Regions from separate parts of the Mus musculus genome. Here regions 2, 3 and 4 are each linked to region 1. Evidence: chromatin contacts called from public Hi-C, HiChIP or PLAC-seq and Micro-C data. All regions are on one chromosome and are shown on one strand. Each heading gives the region's core, a stretch centred on a gene start, on an enhancer-like site or on the middle of the called end of the contact. The rest is flanking DNA. Distances are from core to core; before and after follow the strand shown.

Region 1 (4,350 bases), core at 828-3,327:
ACTAACAAAAGAAACCTTTGACTCAAATACCACTGGTACCCAGGGTCTTGTGTCTGTATAATGCCTACACATTCATTTCTTTCTTTGCCTATAGAAAAAAGAAAGTCTGTTTGTTTTTCTGATTCAGTCAGCCCTTTTAGTCTTTGAGTCTAAGGAGAGGCTTGTGAAAAGAGCATCTTATCAGCATGCTCCAGCCAGCAGGCTGTGCCCCCCTCCACAACCAAACCTCCAGCCTCTCTCAGCAAAAGGCCTCACCCTCTGAGCCTTTTCCCATTTCAGAGCTAACACCCTGCTGGGTTTTGACAACAAATAAATGAATACACAAGGCCCTAACATAATTAGCCATCTTTTCAGGTAGAGAGAGGTGGGTGGGGGGAGGAGGGCTTGGGAGAATACTTTAGTGTAAATTGGCCTCACTTCTGAAGTTGACGCTGGCACACAGCATCTGAGGGCACTTATTTTAAATAAAGCCACATGAAGTGAGTTTTCGAGATACCCGTCCGTGAATCCTGACCTTGTGCATATCTATCTCAGCCAAGTCGTCAGTAAAGATTTTAAACTTGTAACCCAAAGATTGGACTTCTTAATCCAGGAGAAAGGCTGTGGCTTGGACATCGTGGGCACTGAAACCCAGGGACATTTATTTACTTCTTTTAAAGGGGAATTTTAACAAACAAAAGAGGCAAAGAAAGTAAAATAGAAAATAGTACTTTGTGACCCCGAGGAAGCATTTCAGATGGGCTGATGCTGGACAGCCGGAACAATAATCCTGCAAACCGCCACAAAGAACTCAGCAGGCTCCAGTGCCACACATCTGGATCTTAATGGAACCACAGTTTACGTGGAAGGGTGCATTTTGCTGCTATCATTACTGGGATAACTTAATTGATCTGTCTCTGTGGCTGAGGGTGTAGACTAGAGATTTATTACGAAGGGAAAAGATCTGCAATGCTGCCTTTTCTTTTTCAACAAGCATTCTGTCACTGACCTCTAAACGAGTTTAACCTTTTCTGAGCAGACCTGCACATTTTTAACATAATTTAGAGCTAGGGTTTTTGTTGTTGTTATTGCTGCTGCTGAGAGGCTGTGGGGTTTTTATCACAACATGGCTTCAGTAACCTTCTTTCAAAAACAAAGATGTTAAAAACAAAAGACCGAAACTAAAACCTGCCAGTTCCACTCCTTTTCCAGGCAGGGGATTCGGATGTAACCTTTCAAGTGCCTTTGGAGTTCAATCTGTTAGAAAATGTATGAAACAAAATTAGAATAGGAAAAGGCGTGTGTATGACTCAGGCTTATCCCAGTATCTCTATCACAGGATTTCCCTGTGTTTCTGAAAACCTTGAGAAAGTGACAGAAGTTCCTGTTTTTCTTTTCTTTTTTGTCTTTTTTTTTTTTTTTTTAAAATAAGAAGGGTGGCGCGCGCGAACACACACACACACACACACACACACACACACACACACACACACGTCTTCCGGGTTCCCCATGAATCAGACAGGTTTCTTGGAGGTCCCCTAGTGCAATGCAAAGCACTGCCCCGACGTATCCCCAGTTCCTCTGTACACAAAGGTCTCCAGGAAACCCCCAAACTTGTTGCGGGCCGCCGGAGCCCTTGGCCGCGCGCCTGCCCGTCCCACCTCTCCGCCAGTCCCCGTCCCGGTCCCCCCGGGCATCTCTCCGCCCGCCGCCTCCTTCCGAAACCGGGTCACCGCCCCGCGCGCTCGGCGCAGGCCTGGGGAGCGCGGCAGCCTCACCTGCTTGCGGTAGGGCGTCCTGCAGCCGCCGGCAGCGCCGGGGTGGCCGCTGCCGCTGGGGAAGATCATCTCGGGCGCGGGGAGCTGAGGCAACCGGGGCCGCGGCGCTCCGGGAACTCCCTCTCTCGCCTGTCCGGGCAGGCGGAGGGAGGATGCGGCCGGGGACTGGCTCGCGGCTCCCGCCCTAAAAGTGCGGCGCGACGCGCGCGGCCGGCGACTCTCGAGCAGCTCCGGGGGCCGCCGCCCTGCGTGCCATGGACCGGAGTTCGCGCGCGGTGCCGGCGGCAGCGGACGAGCAGCGCCGCCGCGTCCCCACCTCCCGCCGCCTCAACCACCGCCCCGAGAGCGCGCCGGCCGGGGGCGGGGAAGCAGCCGCGCACCGCCTAGTGCCGCGCCCAGCCCTCCCGCGCCTCCCGCCCGCCCGGCCGCCCGGCCGCGCCCGCTCCCCCGGCCTCGGCCCCCGCGCTCGGCCTCCCGGGCTGGGGCGGCAACCCGGGCTGCGCGGCGCCCCCATCCCGCGCAATGGTTGGCTCTGGCGCCCCGCATGCCTCACATTCCTGGGAGCAGCCACCCCAGGCCCTTGGGCCAGGCGTCGCCGTGGCTTCGCACCCCACTTGGCTGCCCCTTTTAAGGGCATCGCTTCGGGAACCGCTGGAACACCTGGATAGGAAGCCAATGGCCCGCCTTTTCTTTCATCTTTCACAGCAGCCCCTGGTCCCGAAAAGGCGCGGATAATTACTCTCACTTCCCTGTCCAGATCTACCTCCCAGGACACTTCTCAGCCCCCCAGTTATAAGCATGCTACATTTTTGTAGAGCAAACGGGTGGGTTTTTTTTGTTTTGTTTTGTTTTGTTTTTGTGTTTTCCTTTCCAGTCCCTCACCCAAATACACCCGGGAAAGTTTTCAATTTCATTCTTGTGCCACAGAGGAAGAGTTTTCCTTCAAGACAACATTATCAAAAAAGCAATGAAAACCTTATAAGCCATCCAAAGGGGAGACCTGTCCTTCCTGGAAAAGACAGAAGATACAGGAATTCAACCTAGTTATTAAAAAGACGGCAAGAAAGGGACAAAGACAGGAGTAATTTCCTTTGTTCTCAAGTGGAAAAAAAAATAAAAACTGCTTCTCTTGCCGCTCCTTTTGCAGTCACCTCTCTGGATGTAGCTAGCAGGCTTTGAACACATGTTGATGTGGAGGCCTCAGAAGAGGGTGGTCAAGCAAGCCATTTCTGGATAGGGTTACCAGGGCTGGTTGCCATCTTTAAATTGGCGACGGGGTCCCTGACAAGTATTCCTGAATTCTGGGATTACAGCCACAGTACACATACATAGGTCTTCCCTGGCTTCTAACATCTTCCTGGAAAGGCCCATCTGCTACAACAATGAAAAATCCCAGCTTGTCTTAACAAGAGAAGGAACTCAAACTCTGGCTGTCACAGAGATGCTATGAACGTCAACTTTCTAGCCAAAGTGTAGCCATTCAGAGACTTTTCTGAAAACAAAGTTGAAAATTATACTTCCCAGAAATCCTGCTGGTGACTTAGTCAGCTGCTTCCAAAGTCCCCAGAGTTCCAGCAAAAGTAACAAGAAATAATAAGTCTTGCCTATTGAAAGCAGACACACCCACAACACACACATAATCCTAATTCTTTTCACTTAAAAAAAAAAAAAAAACAGCAAAGGCTAGGGTATTCGGTGCATACTGGGCAAGTAAAACCTTAAAATTCACAGGATATCTGCCCTTGAAAGTGTTTAAAGATTACAGCACAGCCAGGCTGTGAGCTAGTGGGGACCCCAGAACTGTTTTTCTACTACTACTCCATGCATTGGTTTTGTTTTTTTTTTTGGTTTTTTTTTTTTTTTTTTTTTTTTTTTTTGCTGTGACCTGTTGTCTTTCCTCACTATGAGCCAGCACAAATGCAAAGTGGACAGTTTTAGTTCCAACTGTTCAAGTCGAAGATGCCTTTTCCTGAGGACTCGAGACACACCCTACTTCATCCTACCCTCTGCACTATTACCACAAGTCCCACCAGTCATCTACAGAAAAAGCCAGTGTACAACCTCAGTTGTCCTGACTGGTCTCTTAGGAAACCACAATTGAAACCACAGAAGAACAGCATTAAATTTTTTTATGGCTTTTCTCTCAAGTCATGATGTACTTGCTGGGTCATGACCCATTGGATACTGTGCTATTCCAAAATGCTAGCACTCGATTGGATGTCTAATAGTTCTCTAGAGATAAGAAAATGTTAAATGATAAAATTTAAAGAGATGGCAAAATAAATCTGATACTAGTAGAATGTGCAAATAATACTGAGAGGTATTAAGAGAACTGACCTTAAGACTTAAAATGAATCTAAGAATTAGCATGCTGTTTATAGTTTCACATGAACTGCTTAAAAAGAAAAAACATAGACATGTAGTACTTAAAAAAAAAGGAAACTTGAGTTCAAAAGCTCCAAATATGAAGTAGATCTATAAGCCATTATACAAAGAAGAAAAGATTAATAGTCCAACCTCAAAATAGGATCACAGAAACCCAAAAATTCAAACTTAAGGGAAATAGCTGGAATATGAAACTCTGTATATAACA
Region 2 (4,350 bases), core at 709-3,208, 1.0 Mb before region 1:
ACTCTTAGGGAGACAACCAATCCTTCTCTGACTGGATTTGTGGGCAGATGGGAATCAATGCCCAGTACTGAAAAACCTGTCTATCGCCTATGCCTAGAGAGGTCCTGGGGAAACTTATTACTGTTGTTCAGCTTAATTGACGAAGAGTCAAACTGTCCTTCTAAGTATCTGTGCTTATAAGCACAGCCAAATAAATGCTGCTCTCAGCCCCAGAGAGACCTCTCTTTGCCATCGATGGTGAATGCAGAGTCTCATGGAATGCAGTATAGATACTGAGGCTAAGGAAAGCTGAGGAATCAGCCTGAAATAAGATGTTTATAGCATCCCTTCTAAGGCTTAGGAACAACTGTAAGACAGGGAACCAAAAGACTTCAAAGGCAGCGGACAGAGGAAGTGCTCTGAAATCCCACTCATTAGATATAGCCACTGCAATCATACATGCCCAGCAACCTTGTTACTGTGCTGAGCTCGCACAAGGTTGGCGCTGTCAAGACAGGGATCAGGGAAGTGGCTCGTGAGGCACCGCTTCTTACTTCTGAACTATTGGCCAATGGTAGATTCTGGGAGAGGGGGGCATTGTGTTCAGGTATCCAAGGCTGACCAGCATTTGTGTGAGTCTGGCTTATTTCACTTAGCAGGGTCATTTCTAGTTCCAACATTTTCCCACAAATATCATGATTTCATTTTTCTTTGTGGCAAAGTAAAATTCTATTGTGTATATGTACCGATTTTAAAAATCCATTTGTATCAGTTTAAAAAAATCCAACTGGCAACAGTCATCTAGATCAGTTCCATTTCTTGTGGTATGCAGCCTTGTACCGCACACAGTGCATGTATCTCTGTGGTAGGACTTAGATCTTTGGCTACATAAGATGTTGTACAGGCAGGTCGAATGTCAGTCTTCTGAGAATGCTTCATACTGATTCCTGCAGCGGCAGCCCCTGTGTGCATTCCCACCGCCAGTGACCACAAAGAAGTAGGCACCCTGTCCATATTGCTTATCTCTGCAACCACAGCATGCAAGGCAGTGCTAGGTACCTAACGTGCTCAAATGAAACTCCGTTCCAAATATAGTTGAGTTTGCTTTTAAATGTTACATATGAAATCTAGCATGGAATGATTTAGAAAGTAAAGCTTCCAAAACAAAAATCTAACTGTGGAAAAACAGTATAATTAAAAATTAGTGCCGGGCATCCTGGCCTGAGCCTGTAACACCAACACTAGGGAGGCAGAGGCAGGACGAGGATCAGGGGTTCAAGATCACCTTCAGCTAAACAAGGAGGTAAAGCCTACCTAACTAGTCTCAGAAAACCAACAAACGAGTAACAATCGCGGCTGAAACCATCCCTAAGAAACAGACGTGACCTCGACTTGTAAAATGGATAATCTCTTGTCTTCATCTAGTTTACGGAAATCTCTACAAATAAATAAGTAAATGTTTTCATTTTCATCTTCTTCCCAAAGTTCAGCAGCCTTCCCTCCAGGTCTCTCATAGCCTCACAAAACAAAACAAGCAGAAACACTCCAACAGGTTCTCGGAAAACAAGCTCAGATGGAGCTTTCTGGAGCCGGTCCAAATCCCCGGAGTGCCAATGCAGCGAGAGACTTTCCGAACCGGCTCCCGCTCTCTCTCTCTCGGCGCACAAGAGGCCGGGCGAGCCAGCAGGCCAGTGGGGTGTGCGTGACCGCAGCCCACCCGGTGGCCCGGTCCTGCCCCCGCCCCAACGCCACCTGGCGTGCAGCCCACACTCACTTCCCTCGCACCCGGACTGAGAGTCCCGCCTCCGGGCGGCTCCTCCCCTGCGCGGCTCCGGGGTCGAGGTCACGCACCTCCGGGTTCTGAGGTCACCAAGTCTGCACTGCCCCGGGCTCGGCCCCGGGCTGGGCCCCGAGCTGGGCTGCTGGGCTGGGCTGCTCACTAGGCAGAGCCCGACTCACTGGGTCACGTGTTACCTAACTGAGGTGGGCGTGGCTGCGGCGCAGGGAGAGCCGCGCAAGCCCCACCCCGCGCCCATGCCCGCGCATGCGTGCCCGCGGCAGCTCCGGTAGGCCGGTTCCCTGTGGGCTTTGGCTGTGGTAATTTACCTGGAAGTTGGTTTTTTTTCTTGTTTGTTTTGGGTTTTGTTTTGCTTAATGGTCCAAATGGGACTATATCATACTGCCGAATGGTAGTTTAACTTTTTTGCTCACAGAAAAAAAAAAGTTAGATTAAGCTCCTTCGTACTTAGATCTCTATCCACACTTCTGAACCTCAACTAGAGCTAAATAGAAATGGAACTACTGGGTGTATGAGCCTAAAGAATTTTCAGACTTACGTTACATACCAAGTACCCAGTGGCTCTGGGTTGTTTGTACTTGGCATGGTTTGTACTCTGAATGATATATGTAGAGTGGTGCCTGTCTCTCCACATTCTTGCCAGACTTGAGTGTTATCTTTTTCTATCTCCATAGTGACTGGAGCCCTGGTGAATGTGTATTTTGTTTGATATGGGCATAGCCGTATCAAGGAGCCCAGTGCCTTAGAGCCATGGGACTGGAAAAGCCACCCCTCCTGTCTGACGTTCTAACGTTAACGGGGTGTGCAGAAATGTCCTCTCTAGCTTTGTCCTCCTGGATGTTTACCGCCTGAAGACTGGTCCCCCACAGAGACTGCTCCTAGTGATGAGCTAAGCCTGTCTCCTTGTTCAGCTGTATACTATAAACCCTGCCATCTTAATTCAGCTATATGTTGAACTGTAACCCCTCTCTGTGTCCAACTGTATGTATTAAACAGGCTGGGTTCCCAGGGTTCTGCAGCCTTTTCCATGAGAGAGCCCAGACCATGTCATCCCAGATTCTGTGGATGTGTGTCTGTCACGCCTTCTTTCCTTTGAGGCCCGTTGCAAGGATGCAGCACATCTCCATCAATTTGACTGGCTATTATCTTAGTAAAATCTGTGAAATCTATGAAAGAAACCTAGGTGATAGTTAATAGTGTCAATGTGTCCAGAGCTAGAATCACCATGGAAACAAAGTTCTGGACATGGCTGTGAGGGATTTTTTTGATTAGGCTAATGAGGTGGAAAGGTCCACCCTAACTGTGGTGGTACCATCCCACTCGGTGACTTGGGCTGAAGAAAAAGGAGCACCAGTGTTTATCTCTTTCTTGACTTGGATGCAATGTGACCAGTTTCCCCAGGCAGTGCTGCCCATGTTCCCTGTCACGATGCTCTTTATCCTCTGGAACTGTGAGCCAAAGTGAACCACCCTTTCCCCAAGTTGCTCTTGCTGTGTGTTTTATCACAGCAATTAGACAAGGGACTAGTAGACCCCGCCTACAAACACCAGTTGTTTGCTGCAGCACGTTCACCCCATGGGACAGGTAGTTTGGGAGAGGCAAGCCCTCTCTGGTAGCTTGTCTCTTGCTTAAAACCTTGGGATATGGAAGACTTTCTAAAATATGCCAAATAGGAATCATTTATAAAGAAAAGATTATAGAGTTAGGTCTCTGTTCCTCCCCAATTTGGACAGATGGACAGGTATTTCCTCTGTAGCACCACCTGAGTCCTTGAGACCAGATGGTAAAAGTCGGGGGAGGGGAGCATACGTAGTATATTTTTGGCTTCTGGTCTCTACATTGGCTTCAACAACATCAAAGTAGATATTGCCACCATCAATCTTCCATTGATTTAGCCACATGATCTCCATGTTCCAGCAATAGTCCACCTCCAGAAAGTTCCAAAGTACAGGTGGTGGTGCATGACAGAGCAGAGTCCCAGCTTCATGGACAGGAGTGAAAAAGAAACAGAAAGGGACTCTATCCCACTACCTGAATCACGGGTGTGTCCTCTACGATCTGATCTGAAGACCTCCCGCTGCCACCACCTTCCAAAAGTGCCAGGGGCTTAAGACCCAAGCTTTTAACACATAGACTTTTTCAGTACATTCCAGATCCAAACCATAGCAAGTGCTTCCCCTGGAACCCAAGTGGCATGTTAGGACTCCCTCAAGAATCATTTCCATTGGTAGGCTGTGAAAGGCCAAACAGTGCTGGGGTCACTCACCTAGCTCTGAGACCACATGGGGAGGCATGGAGGCCCCATCTGTCCATCCAGGCTGAGTTCCAGTAAAGAGTCAGGACCCAGGAGAAGACCTGCCACCTCTCACCTTTCTCTTATGGCAGGAGCCATGTGCTGGACCCTGTCCTCATGACAGTCTATTTCTTGTCTGTCCCAAGGTGCTAGGGGTGTGCGCTCACACAGCCTTAGGTGCAGTCTCCAATGCTAAACTCTTCATTGGTCTTCACTCTTGTAAGTTACTTGGAGAAATTTGCTGTCTTAGTGACTTTTTTATTGCTGTGTCAAAACACCA
Region 3 (4,350 bases), core at 1,037-3,536, 830 kb after region 1:
TCTTGTAGTAGATGTCAGTTAACACAGAGACTCTCCGTGAGACAATGCACAGGGAATAGGAGTATGTGGAGTGTTCAGCTTCAATCATACATCATATCTCATCCCTTCTTCCAAGGCCCAGGGCTCTTTTCAGAAGATTAGATGGAGAGATTGCCAGAAGCAGAGGTGGTGGATCAAAGAAACTGTTTTTTAGACATTGGGCGGATGCACAATAAACTCATAGTAATGTGACAACATGCATAAGAAGTAAGCAAACTCAAGCCAGACAAAACTCCAGCATAGTGGTGGGAAGGTAGGTACCAGATCCTACCACTAGCAAAGGGAAGGGAGAGGAAGAGACAGCTTTTAATTATGTAACCCCAGGCAGGTCAACCACATTTCCTGTTAGTTGTTAGTTGGGCAACACAAACTAGACTAGATAGGGAGGAGTGGTTCCAGGTTGGGTGCGAAGAGAGGGAAGGTTTGAGAGAGGGGTTATAGAATGAGCTGGGAAGTGAATATGTTTAACGTTTATTAATTCTTTGAGAATTAATACAAATAATGTTTTAAAATGTGGATGTTTATGTATGTGTGTGAGGGTACGGTGCTCTTGAGAGAAAAGGTCACTGAATCCTCTGGAGATGAAGTTACAAGCAGTTTGCCGCCCACTGTGGTTGCTGGAAAATGAACTTGGGTCTTCTGGAAGAGCAGCAAAAGTGAAAGTGATTAGTAGCTGAGCCACCTCTCCAGGCCCAGTAAGACTTAACCACTGTCTTATTAGGGTTTTACTGCTGTGAACAGACACCATGACCAAGACAACTCTTATAAGGACAACATTTAATTGGGGCTGGCTTATAGGTCCATTATCATCAAGATGGGCAGCATCTTGATGATATCAACATAGCAGCATCCAGGCAGGCATGATGGTACAGGAAGAGTTGAGAATTCTACATCTTCATCTGAAGGCTGCTAGCAGAATACTGTCTTCCAGGCAGCTAGGATAAGGGTGTCAAAGCCCACACCCACAGTAACACACCTACACCAACAAGGCCACACCTACTCCAACAGGGCCACACTTTTTAAATAGTGCCACTCCCTGGGGCAAGCATATACAAACCATCATAACCATATTCTTGTAATAGCCATATTCCTTTTGAGTTTTACTAAAGGGGAATGATTCTGTAATCCATTCTCTTCTACCATTCAGTAGTTCCATGGTGATTTTTGAGTCAGGAATGCTTTTAAAAAAAATTAGGGCTGGTGAGATGGCTCAGTGGGTAAGAGCACCTGACTGCTCTTCTGAAGGTCCGGAGTTCAAATTCCAGCAACCACATGGCGGCTCACAACCATCCATAACAAGATCTGACTCCCTCTTCTGGAGTGTCTGAAGACAGCTACAGTGTACTTACATATAATAAATAAATAAATAAATAAATAAATAAATAAATAAATAAATCTAAAAAAAAAAAAAAAAGAAACGCTTTAAAGATGCATTTTAACATATTTGAGAAAGTGGGAGTAATCCATAAACATGGTGAGTGACCTAAACGGCGTCCCAGGATGTGATAGAAACTTGCCAAAGTTAATTTGAGTAACTTTGTTTTGAAAATCTAACACAAAGATAAAAGGCCGTTATCGTTTAATTATGTAGAGAAGTAGTTTTTTTTCAATACGTATTGAAACAGCTGAAAATAAGAGGCAGGAACACTGGAAAAACGTCAAATTTCCTTGAGGTTCCCCCCCCCCCCCCCCCCACACACACACAGGGTTTCTCTGTGTAGCCCTGGCTGTTCTGGAACTCACTTTGTAGACCAGGTTGGCCTCGAACTCAGAAATCCGCCTGCCTCTGCCTCCCAAGTGCTGGGATTAAAGGCGTGCACCACCACCGCCCGGCCTATAACCCCTTTTTTAGGCAGTGAAGGCAAGAAGAGGTAAACTTGTATGCGGAAAGAGCCTGTATATTTCTAACCATCTCCCTATCCCCCACCCCTTTAATTTTTGCTTTTCAAGTGACCAAGAAAACCTTAATTCAACCTTTTACATTTTGAGGAAGGCCACAAAGGCGAAGGACAGAACCAAGCCAAGTCTAGCCTCCACAAGGCTGATAACTCCAAAATTCCCAAAGCATGGAGACCTCAGTGAAGCAGGATTGGCACTGTGAAAAAAACCAGGAGGGCGGAGCAGCTCGCCTGACTTCCGCCTCGCGGGGACCGGGACCAGGCGGCCTGCGCGTGCGCTGTGTGCTCCTCCGCCCCCAGCCGGCTCCGCCCCCCCCCCCCCCCCCCCCGCCGGCTCCACTCCCCGGCGGACTCCAATTGGCGGTAGAAGAAAGGAAGCCGAAGGAAGCCGGGAACCCGGAAGTACTTCTCTGCAGAGGCCTGGGCGACTCTTTTGAATGGAATCGGGCTGATTCATCGCCTGTTCTCCGAGCCAGGTCCTTGTTGAGTGTGAGGCGCTGCCCTCGCCGCCGCGTCGCCACAAGGCCAGGTAGGATGCAGACCGCGAGCTCTCTTCAGGCGGCCTCAGCCGAGCCCCGAGGCGGGCCTGGGACGTCCGGGAGCCTGCCTCGCTAGGCCGCCTTCAAGCCTTGGGCTTTCCTGAGTCACGTTGCCCAGCCAGGTTGCCGGTGGAGTCCGGGGCCTGATGGGATTGCGGACCCCTTGGTCCTTTCTTCCCTCACCTCCGGGTGTCCGGCAGGGTTAGGGCTGGATGTCATCTCCTTGCAAACGTTTCTGCTTCCCTCTAGCTTGGGAACCTTTAACCCATCAACTGGCAGAACCCTGTTTATGATCTACGTGTGTTCGTCTTTAGATCTTCCTGTGTTGAAAAACTTCCAGTCCAGGGAAGAAAAGGAGCGAGGATGTTCGCTTAATCGTTTGTCCTGCTAGCTTTAAAAACCTTCAGAGAGGCATGCTTTTAATCCTGAATGTTTTTAGAATAAAGTTGGGTTATTCCTGCTATGCCATTACTTCTTGTACTGCTCCACTTGAGTACTGGTCTGTGAATGGTTACATGTCCATTTTTGAGTAAAGTAGAAATCAACTACCGCTGCTGCGGGTTATTAGAACTCAGTTTTCCCGTGGGTCGATCGAACTCAGTGTCTGCCAAAGAATGATGCCCGCATTTCAAAAGAGTCTTAAGAAATTTGGGAACGCTTTGTTTACTTATTAATTTGGAGATAGGTTCTTACTCAGTATATCTGCTTGGTCTAAAACTAATTATGTACACCAGGCTGGCCTTAAATTAATATAATCCTGCCTCAGTTTACCAAGTGTTGAAGTTAAAGGCATGTAATTCCACTTTAGCACGGAGTGAAAAAAAAGTTAAAATGGCAACCAAGTTCCACGTCATGGCTGTGGTAGTTTGTAATTGGCCCCAATAGGCCCATAAGGGAGTGGCACTATTAGGCAGTGTGGCTTTGCTGGAGGAAGTGTGTCACTGTTGGGGTGGGCTTTGAGGTGTCATAAGCTCAAGTGTGGCACACAGTCTTCTGCTGCCTGTGGATCAAGATGTAAAACTCTGAGGTACCATGTCTACCTGCATGCCACCATGCTTCTCACCATGATGAAAATGAACCTGTAAGCTAGCCCCAATGAAATGTTTTCTACAAGAGGTGCTGTGGTCATAGTGTCTCTTCACAGCAATAGAATCTTCAAGACAGTGGTAAACACTTCTAATGCCAGAATTCAGGAGGCAGAGGCAGGCTGATCTCTGAGTTGAAGACCAGCCTAGTCTACAAAAACGAGTTCTGAGCCAGTTAGGGCTATACAGTGAGATCCTGTCTCACAAAAACAACAACAACAACAAAAATAATATGAAAGCGCTAGTAAAGATCTAATTTATAGAAAAGGCCTTAAATGTTAGCAAAGAAATACAGTTCTCATGTGAACACTCGCAGTACTAGGGAGGAAAAGGTGGGGAGAATCTTCTGCTGTTTGAGGCCGGCCTGGTCTGTGTAACCGATTATAGGTCAGGCTGCTGCTGGTTCTGCTTTTCTGTTTGTTTTTGAGATGGCTTCTCCCTACACAGCCCAGGCTAACCACTGCCTGATGGGATCTTCCTGCTTTAGCCTCCACAGTGTAGTGTTGGAATTACAGGTATGTGCATCAGTACCCAGCCTAAAAATTGGTTGTACTGCTGCAAACATAATGTAAGTAAAGCAACAAGACAAGCACTTAACGTTGAAGTTGGAAACTGGACAGATTGTCAATGTGGATAATTAATATAATGGTGCCCGTCTTGCCATGTTACCTCAATCAATGGTTTGTTTTTTAATGTTTAAATTCTATTGCTTAGGGCCTTGAGAGAGTTCCTGCAGAGTACCTGGGTTCTATTCCCAGCACCCATATCCAGTGACTCACAATGGATTGT
Region 4 (4,350 bases), core at 1,190-3,689, 620 kb after region 1:
CTAAACATAAAAAAATGAATCAACATGTAGATAAACATGTTGAAGTCCTAAGTGGCAAGGTACCTTGCTAGTCTCTGAACATAACCTTCTTCCGGTTCATAATATGAGATATTAAATCGTGTGTGATTAAGTGTAATGAATTATATTAAGCAATAATTTTTCATGAAAGTCAACTTATCCTTCTAGAAGATTAAAAATAAAATTTTATGTTTAAGTTTTCAATTTTAAAATCATTCATATCCATTTAGAATAGACATTGCAACTTCCTATTAGAGATTTCTAGAAATCATGAAGAAAAAGAGGACCAGCTTGGTGTTGCAAAGGATATAATCAGTCAACTCTCGGTTTAAAAAAATAATAAGTAGTGATCGTCTCCCAGACAAACCATCCAAGGAGAAAGAATGGACTGTTGCGTGTATTGTACCATTTTATAGCTACAGTGGTTGAAAGAATAACATGTCTTTATACAAGCTTTTACTATAAAGAAACTTTTTAAAGATACCCCCCCCCCAAAGTTAATACATTTATCAGTGTGATGCACAGAATCCGGCAAGGCAAAAATATTTTTTAAGGTTTATTGATTTTTATTTTATGTGTACAAATGTTTTGCCTACATGATATCTGTGCACCACGATCCTGTCTGCTACTCAAGGGGGCCAGAGAGGGCATCGGATCCCCTGGAACTGAAGTTACAGGTCGTTGTGAGAGGTCATGTGGACGCTGGGAATTGAACCCAGGACCTCTGGAAGTGCAGCCAGGGCTCATGACCAGTAAGCCACCTCTCTAGCTCCATAAAGATTTATTTGTTTATTCATTTATTAATTTTAATTTTATGTTCCTTAGTGTCTTGTCTGCATGTATGTGTGTGCATCACATGCATGCATGCCTGGTGCCCTAAGAGGCCAAAAGAGGGCGTCAGCACCCTGGAACTCAAGCCAAAGATTGGTTTCGTGCCATATGAGTGATAGGAACCAAACTGGATCCTCTACAAGAGAAATGAGAACTCCTGTCTGCTGTGCCTGGCTGTGCCAGGCCCTGGGGAAATATTTCACTGCTTCATGTATAGAAAAATTGAGAGGCTAGCTCTGTGACAGAGTGCATGGCTCCGGGTTCGGTTCCCGAAGCCACACGTACATGCGTCATTTCTGTCAGTCAGTTTTCAAAACATATGTTGAGTGCATGACTTGGCTTCCAGACTCCAGGCCACTTCTAGTATGAGAGGAGATGGCTGAGAGCCGGCAATCAAGTCTGTGTCACATGTCTCCTTGTGAAACCAGGTAAACCAACAGTCAAACCATTTAAAAGATAAACAGTTCTCCTTCCTTCTGAGCCCTCTTCTTTCTGAGGCTGCCAAGATTCACACATAAATCCATAATTGTGAGGGATTAAGACGCCGGTAGGTGCTGTTCCAGAAGATTCTGCCTGGACAGCTCAGGGTGGGGTGGGGGTGGGGTACAGCAGCCTGAAGGATGCGTTCCTGCTCAAAGCTCAATGCCAGCACGACTTCCGGTCTTGTTGCTACTCTCCAAGCCATTTGGATTTGCTTATAGCTGAGGGAGTTAATGCGTGCATAAATAAGCTCACCTATAAAACCAGAGTGCAGTGCAGAGGGAGAAATGGGGGGATTCGACTTAGATCGATGTTTTCCAATCCCATTAATTTTTACCCCTTAAATGGCTTTTTCAACTTTTTCCTCTATTCATCCTTTAAAATAAAATGAATCCCTCAATTACTCTCAAATTAAAAAAAAAAAGTACACACAGATGTATGCAACATATCTATGTATACACTACATGTATGCTTGTATTCAAAACCAAAAACAATGGCTTGGACTTTATTCAGTTTTTGCCCCCTGTGAGAATTATACTTAAAGGTCGGATCCAACAAGATCCTGCTTGGGTTTAGAATCAAAGATGTCGTGCATGCTATGGTAAATGCCACTCTTGGTACTGCATATGTCTGAGCTCAAATTGTTGTGAAGTGGGCAAAGCCCACGGCATCAAGCATGGTGCAGTGTCGAACACCAGCGGCTGGTACTGTCCCATTCGCTCATCTCAAAACAAACGTATGAGCTAAAGAGGTGCCTCAGCATTTAAGAGCACTCGCTGCTCTTGCAGAGACCCAAACTCAGTCCCCAGAGCCCACGAGGTGGCTCACAACCATCTGTAGTCTCAGCTTCAGAAGATGCAATGCTTTCTTCTATTTTTCCCCCTGTTCTATCATCCTTCGTTTATGGTAGTTTTTAAAAATGAGTTCATACATACATGATGCCTCTACATCATTCCTGCCCCTTACTTCCCTTCCCCCAAACCTTCTGTGCTCTCCAAATTCATGATCTCTTCTTTGTCATTGTCTGCATATTCATATATATAGTCTGCTGGGGATGGCCTCAAGAGTCTACTCTTTCTAGACCAAAATTAAATGTCACATGTTTCTGAGAAACTTGGTTCCATTTCCTCAAATGTCATTTGCCCCGTGCTTTCAAGTCCCATGGTATGCTGTGCTCACAATGCTATGAAGTTCTGAAAAATATTCTACTCTGTAATGTGTGCGCATAGTTTTGTTTAGTTAGTTTGGTTTGGGTTTTTTTTTGAGACATCCTCATGAAAATCAGGTTGACCACAAACATGCTATGTAGTTCAGGTCAGCCTTGAACTCCAGATCCTCCAGTCTCTACCTCCTAAATAGTTAAGTAGTGGGGTTATAGGCCCATGATGCTTAGAAACCCTGCTTTATTCTCTATGTCATCCCTCCCCCCACTCTCACTCTCTCTCCCTGCATAATAGATTTCAGTAAATATTTATAGATCAATGAATGTTGTGAAGTTAGGTTATAAGGATTAAATATGACATTAGCATGTAAAAATAGAAGGAGAAGGCATGATGAATGTCATAGATATTTATACCCCTCCCCCAATTCTAAACCTCAATCCCAAATAAAATCCTATTACATGCTGTAGAAATTGAGAGTAAAGTCTTTCTGGCAACGATCAACTTATGAGGCATATAACTGTATAATGACACTATTTTGAAGAGGATTAGCCTGTCTCCTTATACATAACTAGCTTGAGCTAATTCGGAGCTGTATGGTATCTATGTGATCACAAGACATCTTTCCAGATCTCCTTGGTGGTTACTAACAATAGTGATAGTTTTTTGTCACGTTCCTGCCTCAGTGGGGGAAGTTCTCTGACAAAGGAAATACATACATCAAATGTAAGAGCAGAAAGCAAAACGGAGCCAGAAAGAAAGAGAGAGTGACTGTGTGCAGCATTTGTGTTTAGATCCTATGATGTTTTAAGCATCTACCTAATGCTTTTTTACACATACTGAATAACCAGGCTAATTAAAAAGCCCGTACAGCGCTGGTTAAAATCTGTTCGAATTTTTTGGAGCACCTGTTACAACAGAATGCCCACAGACTTGATAGTTTAGAGCCAAGACACCTGCTACCTTATGTCTCACAGTATGCTCGGTTTTATACTGTTAGCAAAAAAAATAAATAAATAAATAAAATAAACACTTTTTTGACATTTAGCAATCCTACACAAGTGATAAGAAATTGCCAGAGAGGAGTGATAGTTTAACCCTTCCCCTCCTGCACTTGCCAGAAGGAGATGTATTTCTCACGTTACAAACATGAAACCTTGTGCAGTTTCTTTAATTATTCCTAACTGTGTAAGGTTTTCTAAATCGTCCGGGTTATCTTCTTAAGTCTGAGGCAGGAATTTTCCAGTTTACAGATGTATGTAAGCTTACATAAGCTTACTTAATACAGTCGGTTATGTAACGACCAATTTACAAGTTATCTTCCCCTGAGCCTTTTAATGAAGTGCATCTCTGTTTTGACTCTGGTGACTGTTCATCTCCAGCACATATTGCTGCGATTATGCCTGGTGATATTTTTACCAGAACTTTACTTGATAATCTAATTTGGGGATGAAAATATTGTGTTTTGAAGTTATGGAAATTTTCAGGGTATGGGTAGATGGGTCTAGAACATTTGACTTTCTCTCTAGGGTTCAATTTTAGGTGTGGTAAACAAGTTTTACAAAGGTGATACTTTCTAAACAGCTGCCATTTAATTCTTTGAGGTTCTGAAACCGTGTCTTATTTGACTATATTACCTGGAGTTAGATAATTGTATGAAAAAAAAAATAAAAACTTGAGTGCAAAAGCAAGCTTAAATGTTATATGCTAATAACATAAAATTAAATCATTGCCTATGAGAAAATCAAATTCTGCCTTTGGTTTACCTTTCCTACCCCTGGCACAGGCAAAGGAACAGAGAGAGAGAGAGAGAGAGAGAGAGAGAGAGAGAGAGAGAGAGAGAGAAATATAATTTTCAGGA

What was found. Hi-C and Micro-C count contacts between places; a contact is called where the count stands out from the background. HiChIP or PLAC-seq counts read pairs in DNA pulled down with a chosen protein or histone mark.
Region 2: a Micro-C map of embryonic stem cells shows a contact between it and region 1, with 6 times the contacts expected there. The contact joins the promoter of Wdsub1 here to the promoter of Rbms1 in region 1.
Region 3: a Hi-C map of CD8 T cells shows a contact between it and region 1, with 7 times the contacts expected there. The contact joins the promoter of Psmd14 here to the promoter of Rbms1 in region 1. A contact is called at or near these places in 1 of 39 promoter capture datasets (pre-B cells), 1 of 484 Hi-C or Micro-C datasets (CD8 T cells) and 1 of 115 datasets of contacts at active chromatin or transcription factors (bone marrow-derived macrophages).
Region 4: an H3K4me3 HiChIP or PLAC-seq map of bone marrow-derived macrophages shows a contact between it and region 1, with 9 times the contacts expected there. The contact joins the enhancer-like site here to the promoter of Rbms1 in region 1. A contact is called at or near these places in 2 of 484 Hi-C or Micro-C datasets (CD4 T cells and regulatory T cells), 6 of 115 datasets of contacts at active chromatin or transcription factors (Th17 cells, bone marrow-derived macrophages, embryonic stem cells and 2 more) and 2 of 9 other capture datasets (embryonic stem cells and macrophages).

Annotation. Positions count from the first base shown.
Region 1 is chr2:60,879,361-60,883,710 of GRCm38.p6, forward strand. Rbms1 (RNA binding motif, single stranded interacting protein 1) reads right to left here and starts at 2,078. Exons shown (of 14, transcript NM_001141931.1): 1 at 1,758-2,078. The coding sequence starts at 1,826. LOC108168762 (a long non-coding RNA gene) reads right to left here. Exons shown (of 2, transcript XR_003953832.1): 2 at 3,606-4,350.
Region 2 is chr2:59,880,648-59,884,997 of GRCm38.p6, forward strand. Wdsub1 (WD repeat, SAM and U-box domain containing 1) reads right to left here and starts at 1,959. Exons shown (of 11, transcript NM_001379396.1): 1 at 1,831-1,959. Gm52554 (a long non-coding RNA gene) reads left to right here and starts at 2,032. Exons shown (of 3, transcript XR_003954039.1): 1 at 2,032-2,045.
Region 3 is chr2:61,709,408-61,713,757 of GRCm38.p6, forward strand. It overlaps Psmd14 (proteasome (prosome, macropain) 26S subunit, non-ATPase, 14), which reads left to right and starts at 2,287. Exons shown (of 12, transcript NM_021526.2): 1 at 2,287-2,466.
Region 4 is chr2:61,494,727-61,499,076 of GRCm38.p6, forward strand. No RefSeq gene overlaps it. Among named protein-coding and RNA genes, the nearest start is that of Gm33841, 37 kb to the right of the region's middle. Within about 2 kb of position 2,440, at least 11 of the 459 cell types and tissues checked have an H3K27ac peak or open chromatin away from gene starts, as enhancers often do. A contact at or near this core is called in Th17 cells, bone marrow-derived macrophages, regulatory T cells and 1 more, where this site is marked.